Regions from separate parts of the Astyanax mexicanus genome. Here region 1 is linked to region 2. A link is a contact called in public Hi-C data. All regions are on one chromosome and are shown on one strand. Each heading gives the region's core, a stretch centred on a gene start, on an enhancer-like site or on the middle of the called end of the contact. The rest is flanking DNA. Distances are from core to core; before and after follow the strand shown.

Evidence for each region. A called contact is a pair of places that touch in the nucleus more often than the background predicts.
Region 1: a contact with region 2 is called in a Hi-C map of muscle, with 14 times the contacts expected there. The contact joins the enhancer-like site here to the promoter of maml3 in region 2. A contact is called at or near these places in 2 of 3 Hi-C or Micro-C datasets (both in muscle).

The regions. Positions count from the first base shown.
Region 1 is chr7:47,357,293-47,361,512 of AstMex3_surface, forward strand. All of the region lies in intron 2 of maml3 (mastermind-like transcriptional coactivator 3), which reads left to right. Among protein-coding and RNA genes, the nearest start is that of LOC103045155, 30 kb to the right of the region's middle. Within about 2 kb of position 2,544, the one cell type or tissue checked has an H3K27ac peak away from gene starts, as active enhancers do.
Region 2 is chr7:47,211,096-47,215,808 of AstMex3_surface, forward strand. It overlaps maml3 (mastermind-like transcriptional coactivator 3), which reads left to right and starts at 2,524. Exons shown (of 5, transcript XM_049481145.1): 1 at 2,524-4,183. The coding sequence starts at 3,716.

The sequences.
Region 1 (4,220 bases), core at 1,294-3,793, 150 kb after region 2:
CCTGAAATACACTCTCAACCGCTAAAGCCTTTCTTAACCATCTAACTCGGCTTTAACCCTTAAACCCTGCCTTAACCCTTATACTCAACCTTAACCTTTAAACCCAGCCTTACCCTTACACTCATTTTTAACCCTTAAACTCAGTTTTAACCTTTTAACCCATCTTTCACACTGACCTTCATGAACATGTAGCTTATAGCTGCCTAGTGGATCTGTAGTGCAGGGATTTGCTGTGTGTGTGTGTGTGTGTGTGTGTGTGTGTGTGTGTGTGTGTGTGTGTGTGTGTGTATATATGCACACAAGACTATTTGAATATTTGTGCATTGTTCTGTAGCGCAGCACACACTCGCTCACCCCCCCGGAGGAGTGTGTGCCGGCACGTGGTGTGTTATTAGGCGAGATGTTGGGAGCAAGCCTCCCAGATTAGTGTGTGATCAGGGCCAAGCTCACTACTGGTAATCAATCTGAGTGTGTGTGTGTGTGTGTGTGTGTTTGTGTTTGTGATCAATGGAAGCGATCAGTCTGTGCTGAACTGTAGATTAGATTATTGTGCATTCTGCAGTTTCTCACTCTCTGCTGTGTGTAGTGCTTACATGTGGGCTGGGAGAGAGAGTGTGCACGTTTCTGCAGCAGTTCTGAGTGTTTTTTTGGTGTGTGTGTGTATGGGGGGGGGGGGGGGGCAGAAGCCCTGACGCCTGCTGCTTTAACCAAATTGGATGCTTATGTAGTCGACTCCCTCCCTAATAACCTGCTCTCCTGGAGTGAGTGTGTGTGTGTGTGTGTGTGGTTGAGGGGGTGGATGTGAGGATGTGTTGGGGGTTCAGATGTGTGTCCAAGCAAACCTACTGCAAGATTTTTGGTTTTCTACTTGACCAATCATTGATATCTTTAGTGGAACATTCCACACATGTTCTGGAGATGTTTTGACCCAGTTCTTTAGCCAGTATAGTTTGGTTCTTGTTAAAGTCAGTTAGATCATGATGCTCGTCCATCCTGCTTTTATCACATGACCTTCAAGAAATTATCGTTCTTTTGCTGCCTAATATGTAGATCCTACCTATCCTACAGTAGGTCACGATACGTTGCCCATGTTAACAATCTCCCACATTATCTGTGATACTCCATATATAGTAATATATAGCAATTCTCTAGGATACTTCATAGCATCTGCGTTACTAAAGAGGATAAAATGCTTATAAATAAGTAAATACCAAAAATTATGAATTAATTGGTGTCAGTTTCACAGAATTCAACTACCAAAATTCTTCACTGCAGGTTTACTCTATTAATTTTATTCTAGCGCCACCATGTGGAGTAATAAGGCTGTAAATTTAGTATGTCCAATTGGGAGGGGATGGCAAGTCTTATGGAGTTTAGAGCATCTGTTTCAATAAAAAAAAACATATCAATATAGATATTATATCGGCACATATCGATATAAGATCTAAATGATACGACATTACAATAATTAAATATTGTTCTACCTCTACTTGACAGATGCCATTGGAACTACATAGTCAAGAGTATTTACAATAGATTGACTGATGAATGAAGCAGTACTATGGGTGCACCGAATATTTGGCAACCGAAAGTATTTGTCTGAAAATGTAAAAAAAAAAAATTATAGATATAAAAATAGTTTCTTCTCTAGCTGGTACGGATTATCAGACATTTAAAAATACCAACGCTGACAAAAAGTATTGGGACAGCTGCTCATTTATTGTTTTTACTAAATTATGAAGCATTGCTGTATTGCTGTGACAGTTTGGTGCCAGTAAATTCATGCTCATCTTCTCTAGATGGTCCTATTCTTTTGGAAATAATACTTTATCTACTGTGAGTAGATAAGCTGTATGTGTGGATGTGGATCTGTGTCATCAGTGGGTACACCTTGAAGTAAATAAAGAAGTATTCAGTATAAGAGGTGTTCACAAACATCTGTATCTGTAGTTTAGCAGGAATACGAAATGACTGCAGAGCTAATAGAACTGATTACTGTGTTAATTGTGTTAATTGTTCCGATACAGATTATACAATCAATGCTAAGGACTTTAGCCATATGTTGGAGTAGCTTAAATACACAGAGTACTGTGTGCATGTGTTTGTCTGTAAGAGGGAGGGAAAGAGAGAGCACGAGAGTGTGTATGTTCCAATACAAATGTCATTTAGTGTAGGTTATGTGGGTGTATGTTGTCATGTGTTGTGGTCGGACCAGGTGGAGCAAGTGAAAACAAAGAGAAAGAGAGAGGAGAGAAAGAGAGAGGAGGAGGAGGAGGAAGGTGGACAGTGCGTGCAGAGGAAACACGAGGGATGAGGATAGAAAGAGGCAGAGGGAGGAATAAGAGGCATGCCACTTTATTTACGCTCCTCTCTCTCTCTTTTACCGTCTCCCCCCTTCCCCTCTCTCTTTCTCTCTCTCTCCTTCCCCTTTCCCTCTCTCTCTCTCCCTCCCTCCCCTGGGTCTGTGTGTGTTGTTAGAGGCTGCCGCCCGCTGTCGTCCATCATGGCTCCTATGAGCACCATCTGCTCAACATTACAGCCGCTGTTGCCTGGCTACCTGCTCTCGCACTCCCTCGCTCTCTCTCTCCTGCCCCTTTATTTTCTCTCCTTTCCCTCTTATCACTCATCTTTCAGATTTCTCTCTCCATTGCTCGCCCTCTTTCTCTTGTTCTTACTTTTTTCCGTTTCTTTTTGACTCTTGCTTTATCACTCTACTGACTCTATCATTTCTCTTTTAGCTTTTATCACTTGTCTTCCAGATTTCTCTCCCTCTGTTTTTCTGCTTTCTTTGTCATTCTCATTGGCCTCTTTCTTCTCTCACCTTTTCACCATTTCCCTCATTTTAATCTCTCATGTTTTAATTCACTTTATTCCCTTCTCTTTATTTTCTCTAACTCTGTCATTATTTTCTTTTTTACTTGCTTGTTCTCATGCTCACACTTCTTACCTCTTCCTTTCTCTCTCTCCTCTATTTCTCTTTTTTCTTTCACTTCATCTCTCCTGCAGTTGCGCACACTCTTTCTCTCGTCATGCTCAGTTGAGGAGTAGTCTGGCTCACACACATTATCCGGGAGGAAGAGGGAGATGTATATTACTGCACTCATGATTAAGCCATCGAGAGAGGGCGAGAGAGAGAGAGAAAGAGAGAGCAAGAGAGAGCGAGAAAGGTAGAGAGAAAGCAAGAGAGAGAGAGGCGGGGAGAGTGTGAGCAAGTAAAGAAGAGAGAGATGGAGAGGAAAGTATGGATGGTAGAGTTTGGGCTGGAAAAGAGAAAGCAGGGGTGTGAGGGAGAGAGATAAGTAGAGATATGGAGGGATGGAGTTGGAGAAAAAGAGAGAGAGGGAGAGGGCGTGCATGACTGCAAGATAGGCATGGAGGTGGAGGAAATAGAGATATGACGGTTCAGAGACAGGAACGATAGATCAACACTGCCCTCATCTGGACACTGTGGACATCACACACACACACATATACACACACACTGCCCGGCGCTCGCTTCGTCAGCCTGCCTGGTTAAGTGAGGAGATCCTGCAGCGTCCGGGGAGATTTGCACTTATCGATCGCTCTGGTCTGGTGGATGGATGTGAAGCATCTGCTTTTAGAGAGAGAGAAAGAGAGGCAGAGTGCTAATTCCACCAATACATCAATACAGCACCTGTGTGTCCAAAAACAAACAAACACACCATCACTCTTCTAAAACCCCTCTCTATATAAAGCTAAAAAAACATTAGATACACAGTGATGTGTCCTAAAGTCATGGGACAACAGTATGTAAATTCATTGTGAAGCGTTTCCTCAGGGAATGGCTTGGAAACACACATTTTATGCAAGTTGTGAGGTTAAACACTGGCCAGTGTGCTCATGGCAAGGCAAAGTGAATTATGTGAGCTAGAGGTCTGATGGTGGGTGCAGGTGGATGTGACCTTCCATTCTTGAAGCTTTGTAGGAATTTAACATTCCTCAATCTAGGGCTGCAACTAATGCCTTTAATTCAAGTAAACTGCAATTAAGGCAGTATTAAGTATTTACAATTTTCTATTTTACTTTTTCATATTAATATTTCCATGTGAATTGTTCTATTGCATTGACTCTGTTACCAGAGTTGCCAGGTTTGCATTTTTCCCGCCAAACTGGGTTTGTTTGAGAGTCATGGGTGAAAATTCAGGGGTACTTTTTTATTTATTACGGCCGCCAAAAAGTTCAAAATGAAAATTACCTCT
Region 2 (4,713 bases), core at 1,274-3,773:
CTGAAAATTTCTGAAGATTAGAAGTTCTAGAAATATTCAATACAGCCCTTCTGACACCAACAATAATTCAAGACTCAAAATCACTGAGATCAGTTTTTGCCTTTTCTAAGGACCCAATCCGCATGAATCTGAATATTTTAACAAATTCTAAATGTGTTTTTTGGCCTCTTATCCACAGGAAAATGTCATTTTTAGTCACTGAAAATAGCAAAATGATCTCCAAGGTGTGTTGTAGCCTGGATACTGTAATGTCAAGCACATGCATGTTTCTGCCTGAATCCTAAATCCCTCCTTATATAGTGAATGATGTAGAGTATATCATAAAACTACATGCAGGTAGCACTAGATTTTAGGTTTTCAAATATAAATGTAAATACTGTTCTATTAAACAGTATCCCTTGTGTATGTAATACAAGTCACAGGGCATAAAGAGTTAATGTCCTTTTCTGAGGAGCTTTAACTAAATTTTTTGCTGTTCCACTAGCGCAATACTGAAGTTCTGGCACCCTCTCAAGCTTTCTGCATAATTCAAGCATTAAAATGTAAACAAAGTCATTCAGGGTGCTTTGGTGTGAAATGTTCCATTTTAGAGAAACTTAACAACTCAGAGTGTCTTAAAGCGGCGGTGATAGGAATCAGATTTCTGAAGCAGTTAACTCCCTGCAGAGCTACTGCACAGAAGGTTAGTACACCAAACATTTGCAAATACACAGATCAGTCATAACATCAAATTCATCTGCCTTATAATGTGTTTGTTCCCCTTGTGCTGCCAAAACAGCTCGGACCCGCATATCTGGCCTGTGGCAGAGACGATGCAGATGGTTTTATTCATCTATAGGGGTGCCCAGGTGCCCCAGTTGAGGGCAGTTTATGGGAAAATTGTATTTTTTAACATTTAAACTATTAAAACTATACTATCACAACAACACCTTCCTTAAATAATCATCTAACTAGTTGTTTTCAAGTTTTCAGGAAATATGTTACAGTTGTTATGGCTGTTTAAAAATTAGCAGTGGTTTCAGAAGTTTATCATACAGTCGAGCAGCAGAACCAACTAGAAACAATCCTAATGCAACATTCTGAAAATATTGATTAAGAAAGACAGAAAACGGTTAAAATTTTACAGTGATAGAGACAAACCCCAAAGCACTTACAGTTGTAACTGCAGCAAATAATGGCTCTACTAAGTATTCATATTCACACTTTTCAGATTTTTATTTGATAAAATATTTGAAAACCATGTATCATTTCTGTTCCACTTCACACTAATACAATACTTTGTGTTTGTCTATCACTTAAAGGTTTTTGGTTGTAAGGTGACAAAATGTGAAAAGGTTCAAGGGTTATAAATACTTTTGCAAGCCACTGTAACTGCCACAAATTACCAGTTTATTTTAACAATTTAACAGCTTTATTGACTATTTTGCTGACTAAAATGCAAATTAAAAACTTAATTATAAGACTAAACAACTATGCAACTATGTAACCTATAGCCTTTATAAATAAGAAGTAAATGTTATATCATAGTAGAAATCTCTCACTTACCAGTTGGAGGTGAGCTCTGAATCGTGTAGAATAATTCAGTGAAGCTGAAGTACCTTCATTTTGGAAAGCTATTAAAGTAGTCCAAATCACATTTTATTATTACTTACGCATAATAAATTAGCTTAAGTCTAACTCTTGATTTAGATCATTATTCTGAAGGGGTCGAATCAAATGATCTGATCAGCTTAGGATGTTTTTACCACAGGTGGCCCTGCAGCATCATGAGGAGATATCATGAGGAGTCTTCTTGTTCAATTACTCAAGTAATTATTCATTGTCGGCAAACAAACCTTGTGAAGTAAAGAGTTATATCCTATCTTAGATTATTTACGTGGATAGACTGTGTGTTTCAGATGTTGAAATTTTAAATAAATAAAAATTAATACCGATAATAAAGGGGGCACCCAACTAAAATGCTGCACAGGAAAACCACAATGGTCATTGTACATGGAAGATCTGAAAGCTCTGCTTTTTTATTTTAGCCATTTTTATTCTGCAAATAAATGCTCTAAATGACAATATTTTTATTTGGAATTTGGGGGAATTTGTACGTAGAGAATAAATCAACAAAGTTAATTTTACTTAAACATATACCTATAAATAGCAAAGTCAGAGAAACTGATTCAGAAACTTTTTTTTTCCAGAGCTGTATATAGATCTAGAAAAACTAAGATTAGAGCAAACATGATACCTCATAAGCAGTGATCAGTGATATTGCACATAGGCTGACCAGTAAATAAATAGAAAATAAATAGTAAATAAGTGGTAAATAAGGGATTATGTTGCACATAATTTTGGTAAACAGTTGGTACTTATTGGTTTACTTGTTATCTTAACCAGAGAACATTTTATTTTATATTAAGCCAGTCTGTGTGTAAAGGAGTAAAGAGACTAGTCCTGGCTAGCCTTGCTTTAGTAGTAAAGCAGTCCTGACCCGCTGAACTGTGAGATCCACTCCGTGTTTTAAACGCTGATTTTTTTTCACTCAGCTGGTGTTGTTATTTGTTTTCCCACTCAGTATCCGGAACCCTTCCTGTTCTGATTGGCCAGTAGTGTCCCGCCTCCTTCGCTCAGATTGGCCAGGCGTGCATCGTCTCCTCTGATTGGCTGATAGCCTGCTAGTGTGAATTCGCAGCCAGTCCGTGCTCCGGAGGGCGGGGTGTGCCGGAAAGCGGGTGGGAAAGAAAGGCAAACGCTCTCGGCTTGTTGTCCTGATATCACTCCGCTGCCATGGAGGAGGGGAGCGCTTGATTATTTTGATGGTGGCGGCGGTGGCGGCGAGTCTGGGGACTTTATTTTATGAATTTCTCGCTTTATTTTGTGGGGTGAGGAAGCCGCGCACTTTGTTTCGGGGCGGTTTTAACGAGCTAAAGCACAGAAAAGTGAAAAAGTAATGACATGCAAGTTCACGAAAGTACTCTGGAGCGTGTTCGCTGCAGACGGAGAAACTTTTTTCTGGCCCCTCGACACGGAGAAGGCAAGCCGGCGGGAGAGAGGCGGTGTGCAGCGGCGGCGGTGGTGGTGATAGTGGCGGTGAAGATGATGATGATGATGATGGTGGTGGTGATGATGAAGACAGTGGTCATGGTGGTCGACTGTAACCTCCGGATGTCTCACGCGTTAGGGGTGAGAGTGTAGCCTTCCGGCGGCGGGCGATAGAGAGAGGGGGGTGGGGTGGGAGGTTGGAGGGGCTTGAGGGTTGAGGTGTGGGGGGCAGAGAGACGGTGGACTGACCCCTGGACCTGGTCCTTGTCCTGGTCCTTGTCCTGGTGCTTTCACGCTACTTGATAACTAGCTAGCTACTTGCAGCGATTGATTAGTGGACCCTGGTGGTGGGCATTGATTGATTGAGAGGTTGGACCCTAAGCTTGGACCCATTCATTCGTCTTTATGGGCTTTATGACTGAGCTCTCCCCGAGATCTGCTCTCCAAGCCCCGGCTCTTTCTCTCCGGCTCTCTCCCTCCCTCCCCCTCCCGGATCCTCGGCCAAGCTGAGCCGCTTTTGGAGAGGGGAGAGCGGGGAGAGAGGGAGTGAGTAGAGCGGTGGAAGACTAGCAACTACAAGAAGGACTAGAAACACTAGAAGGAGTCAATTCTGGTTCTGTTTCTAGTTCTGGTTCACCCACTACTACAACACCACCACAAAAGTTCTCCCTAACCAGTAGCACAGATGATGGGAGATTTCGCCAGCCCTGCAGCCGCGAACGGCGGCGGCGGCAGCCTTTGCATCAACAGCAGCGCGGTGAACCTGAACGCCGCTCTCGGCGCTGGCGGTAGCGGCAGCGGCGGGGCTGCTAACAGCGGCGGCGCCGGCAACAACAACGGAGCTAACGCCGGCGTCCCCAAGCACAGCACAGTGGTGGAGCGGCTCCGGCAGAGGATCGAGGGCTGCCGGCGGCACCACGTTACCTGCGAGACGCGCTACCAGCAAGCACACGCGGAGCAGCTGGAGATCGAGCGGCGGGAGACCGCGGCGCTTTACCAGCGCAGCCTGGAGCAGAGGGCGAAGAAGGCGGCTAGTGGCGGCGGCGGAGGCGCTGGTGGTGGCGGCAGCAAGCAGGGCAAGCAGCAGCAGCAGCAGGAGCCGGACGCCGCCGCTGCTGCTGCAGCCGAGCAGAGGAGCAGCACTCTGATAGCGGTGAGTAGACTAGCTAGCTAACTATCTAACTAACCCAGGTTAGCTATAGGTTCCCACTGCTTGTATACTGTTGTACAGTGCTTTGTGTGGGGTTATCATGCATAATACAGGTACAGGGGAACTATTTAACCCTAGCTAACCTAGCTAGGTTAACAAGCTATTTTTTCAAGCTGTTTCTGCAACAACCATGCAGCCTCTGACAGTGTCTGTGTCTGTTTTTGCACTGTAGAAAAAAATAGACATGGCAGGGAACTGCACGGAACTACCTGGCAGCTTGTTTCGGTTTCAGCAAACCCGATTTCACACTCTTTAACCGGCAGCTTTCCACCACCACATATCTCCAAACACTGTGTAACGTTAGATGCTGCCCGGGCTCACTAGCTAGAGGTGCAGGCGTTTGTTGGTTCACTAGCACGCATTTGTGAGCGATTAGTGCACGTTAATTCAGCTTTGAACTACTTTTTACACTTTTCTCTCCAGCTCCACCTCCTTCCAAAGTTGTGCAGAGAGGTTTTACACACTCATACACA